6 separate regions of the Mus musculus genome follow, and regions 2, 3, 4, 5 and 6 are each linked to region 1. The links are chromatin contacts, called in public Hi-C, HiChIP or PLAC-seq, Micro-C and promoter capture Hi-C maps. All regions are on one chromosome and are shown on one strand. Each heading gives the region's core, a stretch centred on a gene start, on an enhancer-like site or on the middle of the called end of the contact. The rest is flanking DNA. Distances are from core to core; before and after follow the strand shown.

The links. Promoter capture Hi-C pulls out the DNA fragments that hold promoters and counts their contacts. Hi-C and Micro-C count contacts between places; a contact is called where the count stands out from the background. HiChIP or PLAC-seq counts read pairs in DNA pulled down with a chosen protein or histone mark.
Region 2: a contact with region 1 is called in a Micro-C map of embryonic stem cells, with 3 times the contacts expected there. The contact joins the promoter of Cox4i1 here to the promoter of Usp10 in region 1. A contact is called at or near these places in 3 of 39 promoter capture datasets (liver, pre-B cells and stem cell-derived epiblast-like cells), 2 of 484 Hi-C or Micro-C datasets (both in embryonic stem cells) and 1 of 115 datasets of contacts at active chromatin or transcription factors (extraembryonic endoderm stem cells).
Region 3: a FOXA1 HiChIP or PLAC-seq map of pancreatic cancer cells shows a contact between it and region 1. The contact joins the promoter of 1190005I06Rik here to the promoter of Usp10 in region 1. A contact is called at or near these places in 2 of 39 promoter capture datasets (embryonic stem cells and hippocampal neurons) and 1 of 115 datasets of contacts at active chromatin or transcription factors (pancreatic cancer cells).
Region 4: a promoter capture Hi-C map of erythroid cells shows a contact between it and region 1, with 4 times the contacts expected there. The contact joins the promoter of Gins2 here to the promoter of Usp10 in region 1. A contact is called at or near these places in 5 of 39 promoter capture datasets (the 3T3-L1 cell line, erythroid cells, hippocampal neurons and 2 more) and 4 of 115 datasets of contacts at active chromatin or transcription factors (embryonic stem cells, extraembryonic endoderm stem cells, microglia and 1 more).
Region 5: a Hi-C map of CD8 T cells shows a contact between it and region 1, with 4 times the contacts expected there. The contact joins the promoter of Hsbp1 here to the promoter of Usp10 in region 1. A contact is called at or near these places in 1 of 484 Hi-C or Micro-C datasets (CD8 T cells) and 1 of 115 datasets of contacts at active chromatin or transcription factors (memory CD8 T cells).
Region 6: a contact with region 1 is called in a Micro-C map of embryonic stem cells, with 5 times the contacts expected there. The contact joins the promoter of Mlycd here to the promoter of Usp10 in region 1. A contact is called at or near these places in 2 of 39 promoter capture datasets (hippocampal neurons and pre-B cells) and 1 of 484 Hi-C or Micro-C datasets (embryonic stem cells).

The regions. Positions count from the first base shown.
Region 1 is chr8:119,908,936-119,911,793 of GRCm38.p6, reverse strand. It overlaps Usp10 (ubiquitin specific peptidase 10), which reads right to left and starts at 1,434. Exons shown (of 14, transcript NM_009462.2): 1 at 855-1,434. The coding sequence starts at 875.
Region 2 is chr8:120,666,743-120,669,600 of GRCm38.p6, reverse strand. It overlaps Cox4i1 (cytochrome c oxidase subunit 4I1), which reads right to left and starts at 1,376. Exons shown (of 5, transcript NM_009941.3): 1 at 1,246-1,376; 2 at 219-292. The coding sequence starts at 1,355. It overlaps Gm27021 (predicted gene, 27021), which reads left to right and starts at 1,459. Exons shown (of 4, transcript NM_001308449.1): 1 at 1,459-1,844. The coding sequence starts at 1,623. Emc8 (ER membrane protein complex subunit 8) reads left to right here and starts at 1,514. Exons shown (of 5, transcript NM_010926.6): 1 at 1,514-1,844. The coding sequence starts at 1,623.
Region 3 is chr8:120,632,919-120,635,776 of GRCm38.p6, reverse strand. It overlaps 1190005I06Rik (RIKEN cDNA 1190005I06 gene), which reads left to right and starts at 1,387. Exons shown (of 4, transcript NM_197988.3): 1 at 1,387-1,509. The coding sequence starts at 1,423. The region is part of intron 1 of Gm27021 (predicted gene, 27021); the gene reads left to right.
Region 4 is chr8:120,587,678-120,590,535 of GRCm38.p6, reverse strand. It overlaps Gins2 (GINS complex subunit 2 (Psf2 homolog)), which reads left to right and starts at 1,461. Exons shown (of 5, transcript NM_178856.1): 1 at 1,461-1,610; 2 at 1,697-1,811. The coding sequence starts at 1,521. Gm10614 (a long non-coding RNA gene) reads right to left here and starts at 1,359. Exons shown (of 4, transcript XR_003947476.1): 1 at 482-1,359.
Region 5 is chr8:119,343,077-119,345,934 of GRCm38.p6, reverse strand. Hsbp1 (heat shock factor binding protein 1) reads right to left here and starts at 1,397. Exons shown (of 4, transcript NM_024219.1): 1 at 1,315-1,397; 2 at 933-999; 3 at 202-322. The coding sequence starts at 1,359. The coding sequence ends at 204.
Region 6 is chr8:119,393,493-119,396,350 of GRCm38.p6, reverse strand. Mlycd (malonyl-CoA decarboxylase) reads right to left here and starts at 1,457. Exons shown (of 5, transcript NM_019966.3): 1 at 881-1,457. The coding sequence starts at 1,405.

The DNA.
Region 1 (2,858 bases), core at 185-2,684:
AGAACGGAAGTTTCTCCTAGGATCTAACCTTTTATTAAAAACAGTTTCGAGGTTTAAATCCCATATTGCAACAGTTACTAAAACCTTTCAAAAGCACATGGTGGCTCTTGCCTGCAACGCACCAGGCTGAGATAGGGAAAAAAAAAAACTTAAGTTAGAGGCGATCGTGGACCAAGAGAAAGATCAAATAAAAAGACGATCGTTCTTCAAAGGTGGCCTCACCAGACCGACCTCACCTGCCTTGTACATACATCCACCTACCATCCTCAAAAAGGCAATTTTACTTCTTAGTTTCCCGAGAGTCGCAGCCCGGAGAAGCGGCACCACGTGCTGACTTCTCACTCGTCCTAAGTGCATCTTAGGAGAGGGGCTGCAGGAGCAGCTCCGGGCACAGAAAACACAGCAGGCAATCCGGCCTGCCGGGCCCCGACCCAGCCCGGGCTCGGACACCGTGCAAAAGGTGTCAGTCTCGGGCAAACCGGAGTATGCCGCCCCGGCGCTTCCCGGTTTTCTTTGCAATAGAATTCCCGAGGCCAGGGGCCAGGTCCCCGGCGGCGCTGGGCCAGAGCGTCGCCCGGGACTCGGCGGCTGCGGGCCGGGCACGCGGAGGCCTTCCCTGCGGCCTCGGGCGTTCTCGGGGCGGCTCGGACACTCTCGGGGCGGCTCGGGCGCTCTCGGGGAGATTCGGGCGGCCTCCGAAGCCGGGGAAGCGCGGCACTGAGGGGCGCGGCGCGGGCCTAGGCCGGCAGCGTGCCGGCGCCTCCCCCACCGCTCGCCCGCCGCGCACCTCGCGATCGTCGCCCCGAGGCCGTCCCGTGGCCCAGACCTCCCAGCCCAGACACGGCCCGCGCTACCTGTGGGTTGTGGAGGGCCATGGCGGCCCGTCTCAATGAGGTTCGGTGCTGCTCCGGCTTCTCACGCCGCGTCTCCCGTCGCCGCCATCTTCTCGCCGCACAGACACACTCGCAGCGGCCGCCGCGCCTGCGCACTGACTGCGCCGCGGGAGAGCCAGGCGGCGTTCTGCGCCTGCGCGCGACAGGTGGGCGTGCGCCCCGGGCCGGCGACCCTTCTGTCCCCAGCGCGCCGAGGGCGGCTGCTCCAGGCGAGGGCGTGAGGATGGAGCTGGCCAGGCACCCTGGGGCTGCAAGGTGGAGTTCCGGAGTGGTTACTGCGCTGGGTCCGCCTGAGCTCCGCCCTGGGATCTCCGCTGGAGATCTCCAAGGATCCCTTACCCTATGGAGCGCGCTCTTCTGACCGTTCGTTCATTCATTCATTCCTTCACTCTTCATTCTCTTCACTAGCTTGTTTTACCTGGCATTGGGGAAAAAAAGATTTTTTTTTTCTTTGTAAAACATAAAAGTAAACGTTGAAGGAGCTAGTGAGATGACTCAGCGGGTAACGGAGCCCTGCCTCCTGTACCCTTGAGGACCAAATGAGTTCCATTCTCTGGATCCACATGACGCCAGGGGAAAACCAACTACAGACTGTCTTCTGACATACAAAGGGGCACACGCAAAATAAACAATTTTAGAAAGAACTCGTTAATCCAGGAATTGTACTCCTGTGAGCTCAGTATATAGACTGCAGAGGTAGGACGATCATCTATGAATTGCAGACCAGTCTACATAGCAAGTTCCAGGTCACACACAGCTACGTAAGGTAGCTCTGTCTCGGGGTGGGGGGTGGATAGTCATGTTGATGACTTAGCACATTCTGCAAAGGGTAGAGACTCAGTAGGTGTTAGTTATTGCACACACGCAAGTGTATACACACGGGAAAGTTCTTGACTCAGCCATATAGGCAATAATAATAATAAAAACAAACAAAAAACCTTACTAAACCTCCTACTCCCAGCTGTAGACCAGGCCGGCCTTGAGTTCTGAGATCTGCCTATCTCTGCTTCCAGCGTGCAGGGATTAGGGATTAAAGGTGTACACCACTGCCGGGCCAGGAAAGAATTTTATGACAAGCCCCTGTGGGGCAAAGTTGGCAAGTTTATTAAGTAGAGGTGAGAGAGGGTACACGGGTAGGACTGAGTTTAGGATCTAGAGACAAGAAGGAAAAGGATAATGTTCAAGTGTGGGCACAGCTGCTCCAGAGAGTTGCCCTCAGGTGTCTTGGTTTTGTTTTTCTTTGCTGTGCTACACATGTAGCAAAAATTGGCTTCAAACTTTCTTTTCTTTTTTTTTTTTTTTTTTTTTTGGTTTTTCAAGACAGGGTTTCTCTGTGTAGCCCTGGCTGTCCTGGAACTCACTTTGTAGACCAGGCTGGCCTAAAACTAAGAAATGCACCTGCCTCTGCCTCCCAAATGCTGGGATTAAAGGTGGGCACCACCATGCGCACTGGCTTCAAACTTACTTTCTCTCTTTCTCTTCCTTCCTTCCTTCCTTCCTTCCTTCCTTCCTTCCTTCCTTCCTTCCTTCCTTTCTTTCTTTCTTTCTTTCTTTCTTTCTTTCTTTCTTTCTTTCTTTCTTTCTTTCTTTCGTTTTTCAAGACAGGGTTTCCCTGTAAAGCCCCAGCTGTCCTGAAACTCACTTGGCAGACTAGGCTGGTCTCGAACTCAGAAATCTGCCTGCCTCTGCCTCCCAAGGGCTGGGATTAAAGGCGTGCGCCCCATGCACATTGGCTTCAAACTTTCTAGCAGCCAAGGATGAACTGAAACTCCTGTATCTCCCGCCCCTACTTCCCTAGTACAGGGCTACGCTTCATACTCCGAACTCTGGCTCCACAAAGCAAACAAAGCAAAGCAAAGCAAAACTCTACGAGTTGGTTCAATGGTTTCTTTCTCCTGAGAATTTTCTTTTGGCCCTCTTGATTGCACACACCTTTAATCTCAGATGGCTGAAACAGAGGCAGGC
Region 2 (2,858 bases), core at 127-2,626, 760 kb before region 1:
AATAAGTAAATCTTTAAAAAAAAAAAAAAAAGAAAAAGAAAGTAAAAGTCCTGAGCCGGGCATGGCGGTGCACATCTTTAATCCCAGAACATGGGAGTCAGAGGCAGGTTAAGTCTCTGCGCTCCAAGGCAGCCAGAGCCATGCAGAGAAACCCTGTCATGAAAAACCAAAGGGAGGAGAAAGAAAAGGGCAGGGAAGGGAGTGAAAGTCCTGCTCACCATGTGCTCGAAGGCACACCGAAGTAGAAATGGCTCTCTTGCCAATCAGGCTCAGCGCTCTGGAAGCCAACATTCTGAAAGACAAAAAAAAACCCTTATACCTCTTAACAATGACAGCAAACACCTTTTAGCCAAAGTCTTTTTGCGGCAAAACATTAAGGAAGTAAATGCAACTTATCCCCCGAAATGTTAAATGTTTTTTTTTTTTTTTTTTGGTAATGATTTCATCAACTTTTTAAGGCACGGACTGGCCTGAAAGCTTCCACTATTACCTTCCTCTACCTCGTAAGAGCCGGCATTACAGGCCAGAGGCATGCCCCCAGGATCCGGTTTTTATTACTGATGCGAAGGCACAGGGTGAACTTCCTTACATCAAGCCAAGGGCTGTAATATACATGGCTTTGGCCAATGACTATAAATCCGGCTTCTTAAAAAATTAACTAGAAAGACAAAAATGACTGAAACTGCTAGAACTAGATATATAGATAGATAGATAGATAGATAGATAGATAGCACGGTAGCACACCTCCTGCGACTGAGTTTTATTTTAAAAATTGACTTGTACAGAGACTGCGAAGGGCAAGCGGGAGGAGGCCGCCCAGGCTCAGGCCCTGGCCCGCTTCCCGTTCCTGCGTCCCGCAGGCGACCTGGATGACCCTGTCACCCGCCCCAGCGACCCGAGCCCCACGCCTCACTGTAGCACAACCCCTGAGATTCGATCCCCGAGAAAGAACGTCCGAGCCCGGGAAAAAAAAAATCAACGCCCGGGGCGGCAGAAACCGTAGCGTGACGTCAGGGCTCAGGTCGCTGTCCCTCGGGCCTGGCACAGCGGGAACGCCCGGTGCCCGGCAGGCCGGAGCGGGGACCCGAGACAACAGACCCGCTCGGGGAAGCGGGCGCCCCAAGGTCACCGAGCCGCTCAAGTCCCGGGTCCGGGGGCGTCTCGGAGGCACCGCTCCCGGCCCCGGCGCTCCAGGTCCTCGGGCCCCCGACCGTGCCACCCTCACCCGCCGTCCAAGGCCGTCACCTGCCACCGCTGCCCAGGCGACCGCCGCGACCGCCCTCTACACCCTGGGGTGCTCGCGACCGGAAGAACGGGGCCCGCAACCGGAAGACCAAGACGGAGCCGCGAAGCATCGCGGGAATCAGGGAAGCCCCGCCCCAAGCCCGTCCGTTTCAGAGCGCGGGGCGGGGCGGGGCGGGGCGGCGCGGCTCGGGGCAGGGCGGGGCAGGACGAGGCGGGGCGGGGCGGTAACTGTCGCGAAAGGCCGAGCGGGTAGCAGCTGCTTTCCGGCAGACGTTTTCCGGCCGACCGGCTGAGGCGGGAGGCCGCGGCCGGAGGTGCGAGAGCGTCACGGCGTGCAGCGGAGGGTCGTGGCGGAGGACCGCGGTGCGTGGGTCGCGATGCCCGGCGTGAAGCTGACTACGCAGGCCTACTGCAAGATGGTGCTCCACGGCGCCAAGTACCCGCACTGCGCCGTCAACGGGCTCCTGGTGGCCGAGAGGCAGAGGCCGCGCAAGGAGCATCCTCCCGGAGCGGGCAGCCACACGCTCTTCGTGGACTGCATCCCGCTCTTCCACGGCACGCTGGCTCTGACGCCCATGCTGGAGGTGGCGCTCACCCTGGTAAGCTCGCGGTCGAGGCCGCGGCGCGGGGTTCCGGGCCGGGCGGAGTCGGGCGCCCTTCGCGGGACGCTGCGGCTGCTCCCGGGGAGCTCTCGAGGTTTTGTAAGATGACCGAGAAACTCGAATGTGTGGTGGACGTCCTTAAAACCAGCACTCGAGATGGGGAGGCAAGAGTTCGAGGCCAGCCTGGTCTACATTAGTGAGATCTGGGATAGGTAACGTTTAAAGTTTAAACTTAATGTGTTTGTGAGGCCACAAAGAAAAAAATGCCTATAGCATGTAAATCTCTAGTTTTACAGAGGTTTTTTTGTTTGTTTGTTTGTTTTTGTATTTTGTGGGTCCACTTGCCGATTTTTTTGCCCCAGACTTGCTGTTTTAGCAAGATTATAGGTTATAATACGGACTGCTGTTTCTGCGCTTGTAATCAAACTCGGTTTCTCTGCTTAAGAGACATTTGCAAGACCCGGAATTCTAACTCTGCGGTTTGCCTTTATAAAGCCCTGGACTGATATGGTCAGGCGCTGCTTACTACATCTTGGAAGCGCTCTCAGGTGCAGTCCTGACGCACCTGAGAAACAGATCAGACCCGTAACCACCCAGTCTCCCCACAGCCTCATTTACATCTCAGAATGAGCTCTGAAGTTAAAAATCTGAGCTGGCCTAGGAGGGAATGCTAATCCTGTCTCCCCCTCTCCCACCAAAATGACTGCATTGAATCGGAGACTTGCTTTGAATGTAGCCCCCCATGCTAGCCTGGCACTCCCAGCACTTCCTGCTCTAGATTCCTGAGAACTGGGATTACCGACGCGACTCGCATTCCTTGATTTCTGTTTCTTTTGTTTTCTGGGGGAGAGGGTTAGGGTTTCACTCTTGTGGCCTTGCCGAGTTTGGGACTCTTCTGTAGACCAGGCTGGCGTCCTACACACAGACCAGCCTGCCTCCATCTCCTGAGGCTAGGTCTAAAGGTGTGCACTACCACCACACCTTGCTCATCCATTATTTAATTTACATTAA
Region 3 (2,858 bases), core at 138-2,637, 720 kb before region 1:
ATCTGTTCTGTGTTCCAGAGAAGGGGCACGGCTGGGGGAGGTGATGTAACATGCTGTGTTGTGAAGCTGGAGACCACAGCAAACGCCCTGCTCCAGCTCCTAAACACTTCCGCCCATCCTGGTTCATGCCTGGAGACAGACATGGCAGGCAGGCACAAAGTGCTGGCCCAGGAATGCCCACTTCACACGAGGACCTGGGGGCTCAAGCCAGGGCAGGCCCCATGTTGCCTGGGGAAGGTGGGACATGGGCTATCCTACCCACTTCTGCTGGAATTCTGAAGAATATTTGATCCATCTCCTATCCCTGTGGCCTTAACAAAGCCAGGGTCTGAAATGTCACTGCATTTTTCTTTAGTGATGGTTCATAGTAGGATCGTACCTGTGTATCCACCGCAGGAATTCCACTTTCCTGCCCTGGACTCAGTTTCCCCTTATAGTCATTAGAAACATACACAGCCCGGGGGTACGGAGACCTGAGGCTGGTAGAGTGGCCACACGCTACAGACTTGCGACAAAGAATTGATCTAGGCAGGTGCGTGGGGCATTGAGGAGGGTCCCATGAGAGAACCATTAAGATACAGGGCTGGCCAGCACTCGGGAGGCAGAGGCAGGCAGATTTCTGAGTTCGAAGCCAGCCTGGTCTTCAAAGTGAGTTCCAGGACAGCCAGGGCTATACAGAGAAACTCTGTCTCGAAAAACCAAAAAAAGAAAAGAAAAGAAAAGAAAAAGAGACAGGGCTGGAAGCCACACCTGGGTATTGAAAGGGTGTGGGTGTATGGCTCAGTGGTGGATACTTGCTGGATGTATGGAGGAGGGGTACGGGGAAGCCATGACATCAAAAACATAAAAATAAAGGTGGCTAGGCATTGGCCCCAAGCTTGTAATCCTAGCACTTAGGAGATAGAGGTCAGAGGATCAGGGGTTCAAGGGCAGCCTTGTGTGGGCTACAAGAGGCCCTATCTCAAATAATACAAAAGTAATCATGATATAGGGAGTGGGGAGGCGGCAGCCCGAGGCCTCTGAGTCTTCACCCTCAGGTCCTCTGCCAGCTGTGACAGGCGGGGGCACGTGGCCAGTCAAAATGCCAGAACCCAGCAGCGGGGAAGCCCGGGAGTCACAATGCCACCTGAACCTCCCAACTGCAGCGACGAGCCGGGGGCGTTACCTCTGCGTCTCTGCACAGGAGGCGGAGCCGGGCTCCCCATTTCCTTCCACAGAACCGGGGACAGCCGGCCGATGCCCAAACTTTGCCCGGTGCCGGGAGCGCGGCTGCGGTGGGGGAGGCGGGCAGGGAGGCGCGGCGGCAGGGGTTGTGGCTGAGCCCTGGGCGGGCTGCGGGGCGGAGCGGCCCGGGCGGCGCCGCCCTCCAGGTGCCGGGCGGGGGCCGAGGCAAGCGCGGCTGCAGGCAGAGCAGGCCGGGCCATGACCCCCGCGGCCCACGGCTGCAAGCGCGTCGCCTGGTGTCCCTCACGGCCGCCAGCGTCCGCGCCCAGCGCGCCCCAGGAAGCGGTGAGTGTGCGCGCGCCGTGCGCGCCACGGCGGACGCACCGGGACCTGGGTTTTGGCGACCTGGGATAGGGACCCAGGACGAGGGACCCCAGGATCGTGGAGATCTGGGACCAAGGGGACCCCGAGGTGGGGAATCCGAGACGGTGGAGACCCGGGTTGGGGAACCCGGGAGGGTAGGGAGCATGGGGTGGGGTGGAGACGGGGGAGGGGTGGCCTGTGGAGACCCCAAGGTGGTGGGGACTCCAGAGTGATGGGGGACCCTTTGGACCCTGGCGTCCCACAACTTCCTGCAGACTTCGCTGATCAGCTCGGCCTCCTCTGGCCGCGTGTCTGACATCGGGCGGGGGCGTGTCCCGCGCGTGGCAGCCTCAGGCCCCTCTTTGCACCCGGCTGGGTTGTCAGGTTGCCGAGCAGTCGGGCAAGGTGGGGGCAGGAGGCCTCGGGAGGAACCGCTTCCCTCCACCAAGTGTTTCCAATGTATTATTGATGAGCTGCCTCGCTTAGGGGCGCCCAGTACATCAAAGCAGCTTCGCGACCGCAAAGGGCGACCCGCTCGAAGCAGGCACTTCTCTTGGCAGGGCTGGCCCTGGCAGATCTGGGGAGGGCGCTTATTAAAAAGAGGACCCGCAGCTCCCCTTGGGGACTCTGAGGGCAGGAAGGACTTCTGGCCTTTGCCAAGAGAACGGTGCAGCGCAATGTAGGAGTCGTTCCCGAGAGAGTAGAGAAATGTTAGAACACGCCCTGTTTTACAGACAAGGAAACTGAGTCCCAGACGGCTTCTCCTGTGTGGCAGATTCTGATGTCTCTCTCCAGCCTGAGACACCTCTCTGGTTGTGCTAGCAGCTGAAAGCACCTCTTGCCTATCCAGATCCCTTTCCTAGTCAGGACACAATGTAGCTTGGTCCCCTTCGTGGTCCCCCCTCCCTCAGGTCCGGGTCCTCTGCACAGGAGAAAGGCTGTATATTTATGGAAAGACTTAATCCCTCCACCAGCCCCAAGGCCGTGGAAAGCTGTGTCTAATCTGTCCCTGGAAGGCCTCAGCTGGTGGGCACACACCAGGCCGGAGTGTGCGTCCCCTAGGGAGGTGTAGGTCACTTACAAAGCAACTCGTCCTCCTGGGCTGAGGACGCGGAGATGTGAGTGCTTAGCCAGCAGTTGGCCTGTGCCAGACCTGCTCCTGAGCTGGCTGTCTTCACACTCACACAACCCTCTAACCAAAGTTGCCTCTTGTCCCCATTTTAGAGGCGGGAAACTGAGGCAGGAAGGGTGATAAGTCCAGGTGTTAGCCCTAAGGCAGCAGGAAATGGCTCTCATCTTGGGGGTTAGGAGGGGAAGCTAGGCCAGGCCTG
Region 4 (2,858 bases), core at 212-2,711, 680 kb before region 1:
GACTTCCTTGGTGATGAACAGCAGCATGGAAGTGTAAGCCGAATAAACCCTTTCCTCCCCAACTTGCTTCTTGGCCATGATGTTTGTGCAGGAATAGAAACCCTGACTAAGACAGGGGGTAACCCCTCTATTAGAGTACGCCCCTATCCTTGCATATCTTTATTTTTGAGATAGGAAATGCTGAGTGACTCAGGCTGTCCCTAGCTGGTGATCCTTCTTGCTTCCACCTATGGAATACTAAGATTACACCTCACCTCAGCGCCCAGTGGTGAGGGTTTCACACTCAGATCCAGCCCCTCTTGTCCTTACCAGTTGTAGGTGACCTATTCCTCCCCAGGAGCTACCCTGGTCTGCTGGCACCCTGCCAGAGTCACCCTGATTATAATGCCTATTAATAGTTCAGCTGTCCTCACAAGACTCCTGATTCAAAATGCCCCTGTGGGGCCATATTAATGCAAGGACTCTAGGGCTGTTGGCTTACCAAGGCACTCTGTACAGAAGGCTTGAGGGCATCAGGCTCCAGGGTATAGCTCAGTGGAAGAGGCTGTGCTTATCATTTTTGAGGACCGGGGTTCCATCTTCACAATTGCAATAACAACAATAATAAAAGAATGATAATACGTGTGCAAACTTGTCCCTGTAGTCTCACCTGAGGTTTGGTTTGCCAAAGTTCTGATTCTGGGCTCTGTCTCGAAGGATCTGCATGGAGCAGATAGGGGAGGCGCATTTTCATTGCTTTTAAACCATCTGTAGAAAGGGCAAAGACTAAAATTAAAGGGAAAACACTTCCTTCGATATGGCGTCTGTGTGGACCAGCCAGCCATGTCCGGGGACCCGGAGCTGACTTTGAGATGAATGCGTTTATTCCTGGATCTGTGTTTCGCGCAGGTGAAAACTCGGCTCCAAACCTTTACCCTCAAAGAGTGGAATCAGGCGAGGGACTCAGCCTGCTGCAGGACGCAAAGGAGCAAGAAGCCATAAGTACACAGCCTCCAGCTCGTGGACAGAAGGGGGCGGGCGCAGGAGGGGCGAGGCCGAACGAAGGAGGGGCGGGAGCAAGAGGCGGGGCTGTACAGACCCGACCCAAACGAGGTAGGTGCGGGGCCGTGAGCGTGGTAGGCGGGCAAGAGGCGGAGTCGAGGCAGACCCGGAGACCAATGAAAAAAAGCGGACGGGCCAGAGGCGGGGCCTAGAGAGGGTAGTGACGTAGTAGGGCGGGGCCGTCAGGGCTGTAACTCGCTGGATCAGGATTCAGGAAGCGTGGAGCCCAAGTACTGGAAAGGGCATCGGTAGGCCTTAGAGGGGCGGGGCCGGCGTACAGCTCCGCCTACAGACCAATCCGCGAGTTTGTACTAGCTGTGACTTGGAGGCTGCGAAGAGAGCAACGTCTCTATAGGGCCGCCGCAGGACGTCTTCCGTTCGAGGGGCGGGCCCCGCGCGGTGGCGGGAAAGAAGTGCCTGAGGCGCTGCCTCTGAGTCGCGGAGGGGCGGTAACGGGCCTGGGCCGCCTACTCTTCAACATGGATGCGGCCGAGGTGGAGTTTTTGGCCGAAAAGGAGTTGGTGACTATCATCCCGAACTTCAGTCTGGACAAGATCTACCTGATCGGGGTGAGCCAGGGCGGTACGGGGCGGCGGCCTGGGATCATGCTCGGGTCACCGCTCCTTTCCACCTGGGGTCTGCGTTGTCCTTGCAGGGGGACCTGGGGCCCTTCAACCCCGGCTTACCCGTGGACGTGCCCCTGTGGCTGGCCATTAACCTGAAACAGAGACAGAAGTGCCGCCTGTTACCTCCGGAATGGATGGATGTGGGTGAGCATTCCCGGGCCCGGGTGGGCGGGCTTGTACGGGGAGGGGGCTGTAGTGATGGCGCACGCCTGTAGTCCCAGCACTCTTTAGAGGCGGTAGAGGCAGGAAGATCTCTGAGTTTGAAGCCAGCTTGGTCCACAGAGGGAGGTGCAGGACAAACAGCCAGGACTACACAGTGAAACCCTGTCTGGGGGTGGGGTGGTGTCCTAGTCAGGGTTTCTATTCCTGCACAAACATCATGACCAACAAGCAAGTTGGGGAGGAAACGGTTTATTTGGCTTACACTTCCATCACCAAGGAAGTCAGGACTGGAACTCAAGCAGGTCAGGAAGCAGGAGCTGATGCAGAGGCCATGGAGGGATGTTCTTGACTGGCTTGCCTCCCCTGGTTTGCTCAGCCTGCTCTCTTATAGAACCCAGGATTATCAGCCCAGAGATGGCACCACCCACAAGGGGCCTTTCCCCCTTGATCACTAATTGAGAAAATGCCTTACAGCTGGATCTCATGGAGGCATGTCCTCAAGGGAGGCTCCTTTCTCTGTGATAACTCCAGCTGTGTCAAGTTGACACAAAACTAGCCAGTACAGGTAGGGATTGGGGAACAGAGATGCAACCTTAAACAAGTTTTGTTTTTGTTTGTCTTTTTTTGTTTCTCTGTGTAGCCCTGGCTGTCCTGGAACTCACTCTGTAGACCAGGCTGGCCTCGAACTCAGAAATCCGCCTGCCTCTGCCTCCCAAGTGCTGGGATTAAAGGCGTGCGCCACCACTGTCTGGTGACTCTGATAGTCTTGAAACTGGGACCCCAGTTTCTGTGCCTTGAGGGGCATCTTTAGCACCCCTGTCCCCCAAAGCCTGAGTCCATTTCCCAGTGTCTGCTGGCCAGGGTTGGGGAGCAGGGGAACAGACTTCTATTGCCTTTGCTACATGGAGAGGAGCAGTCAGGAGTGCAGGAGGCCTCTCTGTCCTGGGATCTGAGGTCAACAGAATGCTGTCGTGTGCCATGCGGCTCTGTCTTCTGGAAATGTGTGGTTTGCAGTTGGCCTGTGGTCAC
Region 5 (2,858 bases), core at 148-2,647, 570 kb after region 1:
ATTTATTATTATAGATAAGTACACTGTAGCTGTCTACAGACTCACCAGAAGAGGGCGTCAGATCTCACTTCGGGTGGTATTTCAAAAACTTGGGAGTTCACCGGTGGGGAGGAGAGAGGTCTCCTGATAACCGATCAACGACACCCCCCCACCCCGTCGCACTGACGGGCGTTTTACGCTGAGGTAACCCCCCCCCCTCACCTTCAACTCTTCTGGGCAGTAGGAATCTTGTTTTCAGGGTCCAGTTCTTCTACTCCAGCCTGGGTCATGAGGTCAGCGATATTCTTCTCCAGGTCGTCAATCCGACTGCTCATGTCATCTAGTGGCACAGTTAAAGAGCCCGCACGGCAGCATCACCTCACCTCGGCCTCTCCCCCCCAGGCCCCCGCCCACTGGTTTAAACAGCTGCTTCCCCAGTTTCATCTGGCTACAGTGACAGCCTGGCGGTCGGGGTTCGGGGGGACTGGGGTGAGTTTTCTTCCCTACACCTCCAACTCTAGAAGTACTCCCAGACAACGGTTACCATGCAAACCCCTTTACTGGTGTTCTGGAGGGGCACCAACAAGGGCTTGGGGTAGGTCTCGCTGTGTCTCTGGCTCTTGGCACAGTCCTCCACGGGAACACAATATAGCCAAGATCAGGAAAGACACTTCTAAGTGGGGACGGGGAAAAGGCTCGGCCGTTAAGAGCACGCGAGGCTCCTGCAGAGGGCACGAGTGTACTGGGCAGTTCACAACCGCCTGTTACTCCAGCTCCAGGGGATCCAACGCCTCTGGTCTCAGTCACTCCCAGTACCCCCTTATACATATAATTAAAAATAATAAACCCTTTGTAAAAAAAAAGGCAATTTCTAAATGACTAACTGAAATCTGTTTGTAAACCACCCCGCTCACCCCCACAGTTAAGAAACTGCCTCCAAATCAAAAGGATATTCCTTCCGATGATCTGGTCTGACATGATCTGAAACTTGTCTTGCATCTGCTGCAAGAGCGTCTCCACCTAAGAGAAACCAGGACAAGTCAGCCGATCCCAACCTATGCCGAGACCCCCTTCCTGGGACCGGCGTTGGGGAGCCGAGGACGCAGGCATGAAGGGGGGGTGGGGTGGTGGTGGTTCCCGGCTGGAGTGTGAGGCCTTCAGCAAGGGCCTGCCAGCTCGGATCGGTGTCCCTGCGGGTCAGGTCCGGAGGGTCCGGGTCGGGGCCGACCGGAGGGCGAGCCCCGCAGGTGCGCGGGCCGAGGCCGCTGGCCACACCCCACGCCAGGGCCGAGAGCGGCCCCGGGGTGTCCAGGCCCATATGAGGCTGCCGCTTACCACCAAGGTGATGTCCTGCATGGTCTTGGGGTCCGTCTCGGCCATCTCCCCGGTGCCCAGCTTGGCGGCGATGTCTCGGAACCGTCACCTACACTTCGGTTTCTCGGCGCAGACGCCCACAAGCCGACAGTTCTCGCGACTACACGGTCACGGGACCGCGAGGCATTGTGGGTGTTGTAGTTTCTGCCACGCACCGGAAGGTCCTAGGAGGCTTCAGATTGTCCTGCCTGCGGATAAGCTACGCCCCCCAGTTCTTAGCTCCGCCTTCATCTTCCGCCCAGTTCCACCCTGAAGGCTGAACCGAGAGGAAGAGGAGGAGAAAACGCCGGAAATGGACCAAAATTGTGGGGATTAGCGTTGGCTTCTTCCATGGATGTAGTTAGGCACTCAGGCCTTGCAAGGCGAAGCCGGTGACGAGCTTGCTTCAAAGTCTGACACTGTGAGTTCAATCTCTGTGATCCACATGTTGGAAGCAGAAACTCGATTCCCACAAATTGTGTGTGCACTGCTGTGACATGCATGCATACACACATAAACATACACACAAAATAAGAAAGTGTTCTGTTACTACTAAAAAACATTAGGGGGCTGGAGAGATGGCTCAGCGGTTAAGAGCACTCACTGCTCTTCCAGAGGACCCGGGTTCTATTCCCAGCACCCACAGGGTAGCTCACAACTCCAAATCTAGGAGACCCAACAACCTCACACAGACAAAACACAGTGCAGGCAGTGGAGGAGGCTGGGATAGAATATCGTGGTCATTTGAATACAAATGGCCCCATAGGCCCATAGGGACTGGCCCTATTAGGAGGTTTGGCCTTGTTGGAGTAGGTGTGACCTTGTTGGAGGAGGTGTGTCACTAGGAGGCGGACTTTGGGGTTTCAGAAGTTCAAGCCTGGCCAGTGTCCTGCTGTGTGTGGATCCAGATGTAGAACTCTCAGCTCCTCTTCCAGCACCATGTCTGCCTGCACATGCCATGCTTCCTGTCATGATGATAGTGGACTAGTCCTCTGAACTGTAAGCCAGCCCCAGTTAAATATTTTCTTTTATGAGAGTTGTTGTGGGTATGGTGTCTCTTCACAGCAATAGATGTCCTAACTAAGACAGATCCAATTCTTTACATTTATGGACTGGAGTGGGGGTGTCTCTGAGTCTAGCAAACCAGTGAAGGTACGCGGCGTTAGGATATAAGGTCCGATTGTTCCACCCTACCTTGGGGCTGTTATAGGGAGTTGGGCAGCTTAAGGAAGACTCTAGACAGGGCAGGAGGAGTGGCTGATCCCCTCTGCAGAGCCAACACCGGCCAGAGTTCTCCATGTTCCTACGTTACAGTGAATTGTACAGGCACATGGATGGCTACAGGCCAGGAGACAGTTTAGTAAAGGAGAGAAACAGGGAACTCCAGCGTCCACCAGACCCAGGCTGAGGCCCAGCTTCAAAAGGGACCAGGTCTGTGACCTTCCCTAAGTTATTTACTTACCGTGTGTTCTTCTTCAGCAGCATCTGGGAAAGTTTTCAAAATTCTGCTTTCTGTTGAGTGAGGA
Region 6 (2,858 bases), core at 208-2,707, 520 kb after region 1:
CTTAACTACACCAAGGGTTAAGCAATCAAAATGAGAAGTCTGTAAACCTGCACATAGCAGTGCAAAGGAGCCTGGATCAGGGGATGTATATCTGAAGTCTTGGACAGCTCATCACCTCAGCGTGTCATGTCCTTCACTCTAAAGGAGATAGGTGTCAACCGAAAGGACAGAATGGAAGTAAAAATGGCCATGCCTGTTTCAAGCAGGTCAGGAAAAAAGCAGATGAGGCTTTGAACACTGGGGACTTCTGAAATGGTGATATCATTGTGTATGAACTCAGGGTCAATGCTCCTCTTTATTGAATATTAATGGCTGGCAGCTATGCTAGACAATCCTTTGGGTCTCAGCTATATACACCTCCGTTATCTGTACGCTACATGATATCGCTGGGTAAGCTGCTGACTAGCACAGGTACTAAAAAGTCAACTTAGGATCACTGCGTCTGGGGCTGGGGGTTTGGAATCAAATCTCTTGTCCAAAGTCAGATTGCAGAAAGAGGACTGGAGGCTTTAGAGACCCAGGCGGTGGTGACCTTGACTTTTGGCCATGTTTGTGCATTTCGTGTAACCTGTTAGGGTGATGGACGTTCGTGGGAGGTGCCCAAACTTTGCCCAAAGCCGTGTTCCATCCTTGTTCAAGAACAGCGCAGTTAAAACTAGAGCTATTTTGGAGTAAGCGCAATGGGTGTCACACCCGACAGTGACCCCCGAGGATAGTGCTACGAACCACGCAGTAAGCACCGTGGTATCTGAGGCCGGCGAGGTGGCTGCAGGGGCATGGGTAAGGGTCTGGGGAGTGGGGAGTGGGAAGTGGGCAGGGCCCCGGGGCGGTGGCGGGGGGCGGCGGCCCCGGGGTCGCGGTGGCCCGGGCGGGGCCTTACCCGGACGTGCGGCCCCTCCACCAGCTTGAGGGCCTGCGCCTCCAGCAGATCGGCCCGCAGCTGCACCAAGAAGCGCACGCCGCCGTCCAGCTTGCTGATGTGATGGAAGAGGCCGCGATACCGCGGCACGAGCGCGTAGCGCAACCGGTCCTCCGCCTGCAGCAGCACGGCCGCCTCGCGCGCCTGCTGGCGCAGCTGCAGCACCCCGGCGCTCTGCTCGGCCACCTGGCCGTGGTCCACGCCGAAGCCCTGAGCCAGGCGGCCGAGCAGCTCGGCGCGCTGGGACGCCTCGGCCAGGCCGCCGTAGAAGCTCACGAAGTCGGCGCACTGGCCCTCGGCGGGCGCCGGCGTCTTCTCGCGCAGCTCGTAGGCCGGCGTCGGGGGCACGGCTCGCCGCAGCAGCTCGTCCATGGCGCTGGCCGCGAGCCCGCCGCACAGCCGACGTCCCCGGGGCCCCGGAGGCCGCGGCGGGGACCGCAGTGGGAGCAGGCGCCGAGCCCTCAAGCCTGGCCCGAGGCCTCGCATGACAGCTCCGCGACAGCTGCTAGCGGGAGACGCCACTGGAGAGCGGGCCTCTGCCTCGCTTCCGGCTCCGGCTTCCGGTTTCTCGCCGGCCCCATTGGCCGAGGCCGGACGGCGGACGGAGACATTGGCCAATCGGGGGGTAGAACGGCGGGGGAGGGGCGAGGTGGCTTTCTCAGGCCGGAGGCCAAGTGCAGCCAAAGGTCCCCGGAACCCGGTAGCCCCGGGGCACCTGACTCGCCCTCTTGGCTTGCATCCTTACACCTGTTCTGAGAGTCACCGCCTCAGTCCCTTTCCCCACTACGCACGCGCTTCTCTTGATCTGAGAGCTTGACATCTCAGCTCTTCCCGGGACCGTGCTATGCACGCAGCCTCCTGTGCTAGGGTTCGGATCTAGCGTAGGTGAGGAGCTGAGAAATTTAAGGTTGCATGCTGGACTAGGTCTCCTAGGAATGGGGATGGCTCATTTGATAAAGTGATTGAGAACTTGAGTTCATATCCAGAACCCATGGGAAAACGCTTGTAGTCCTAGCTCAGGGAGGTGGACAAGAGCCAGCCAGTCCAGATAACAAGGTAAGTCTAGGTCAGCCAGAGACCCTATCTCCAAACCAACCAAACAAAAAGTATGCGGGTAGCGCCATCACTCGAGGTGTCTTCTGGCTTCCAGAACCACACATGTACATACGTGCACCCCCACACGTGTGTACAAGGAAATGTATATGCACATGTACACACCAAGCATGTAATTCTCAGAGTAATTCTCTGACTTGACATTTTGACCCTGTCCCGACCCGCGGACAGTAGAACAGGGTCTCTCCCAACAGACCCTCCCTAGGTACTCTCTGGCTCATGTCAAGAATCCCACCCAGACAGAACTGCTGGAGACCCAGCCCATGCCTCCTGCTGCATCCTAGAGCTTCCGTCTGGTCATGCCGGAAATGGGTATAGGAAGAATCTCTTCCCTACCAGCTTCCTTGCTGGGCCTCATTCATTCATTCATTCATTCATTCTTTCAGTGAAATGATTTTCAATTGTTTGGTGAGTTCCAGGCCCACCCTAGGCTTGCATTTGAAATAGCCCTGCTCATTCTCCTTCAGTTTACCATCTGAGGGAGGGAGTCACATTAAAATAACTGCAAAAAGGAATCAGACTGGTAGAGTAGGCTCTGTATGGATTCAGCTTGATATGATGACAGTCATCTTGGATCCAGACTGTTGTGACTGTCCTAGAGAAACCACAGTTCATTTTTTGGTGCATGGTTTCTCTTCAAACTATCGATAGACCAAATCCCAAGAATGACGTCTGGGACCTTACAACCGGATCCAGGCTCCAACCTGTACCTGGCTCTTTGATAAGAACTTAAGATGGACCACGTGCCTTCCAGCTAGGGGGAAAGTCACTTTATCCTAACTCGAGTCTGTGACTCTCTTTCTGACCCATGTGGTAGGATCCAGTT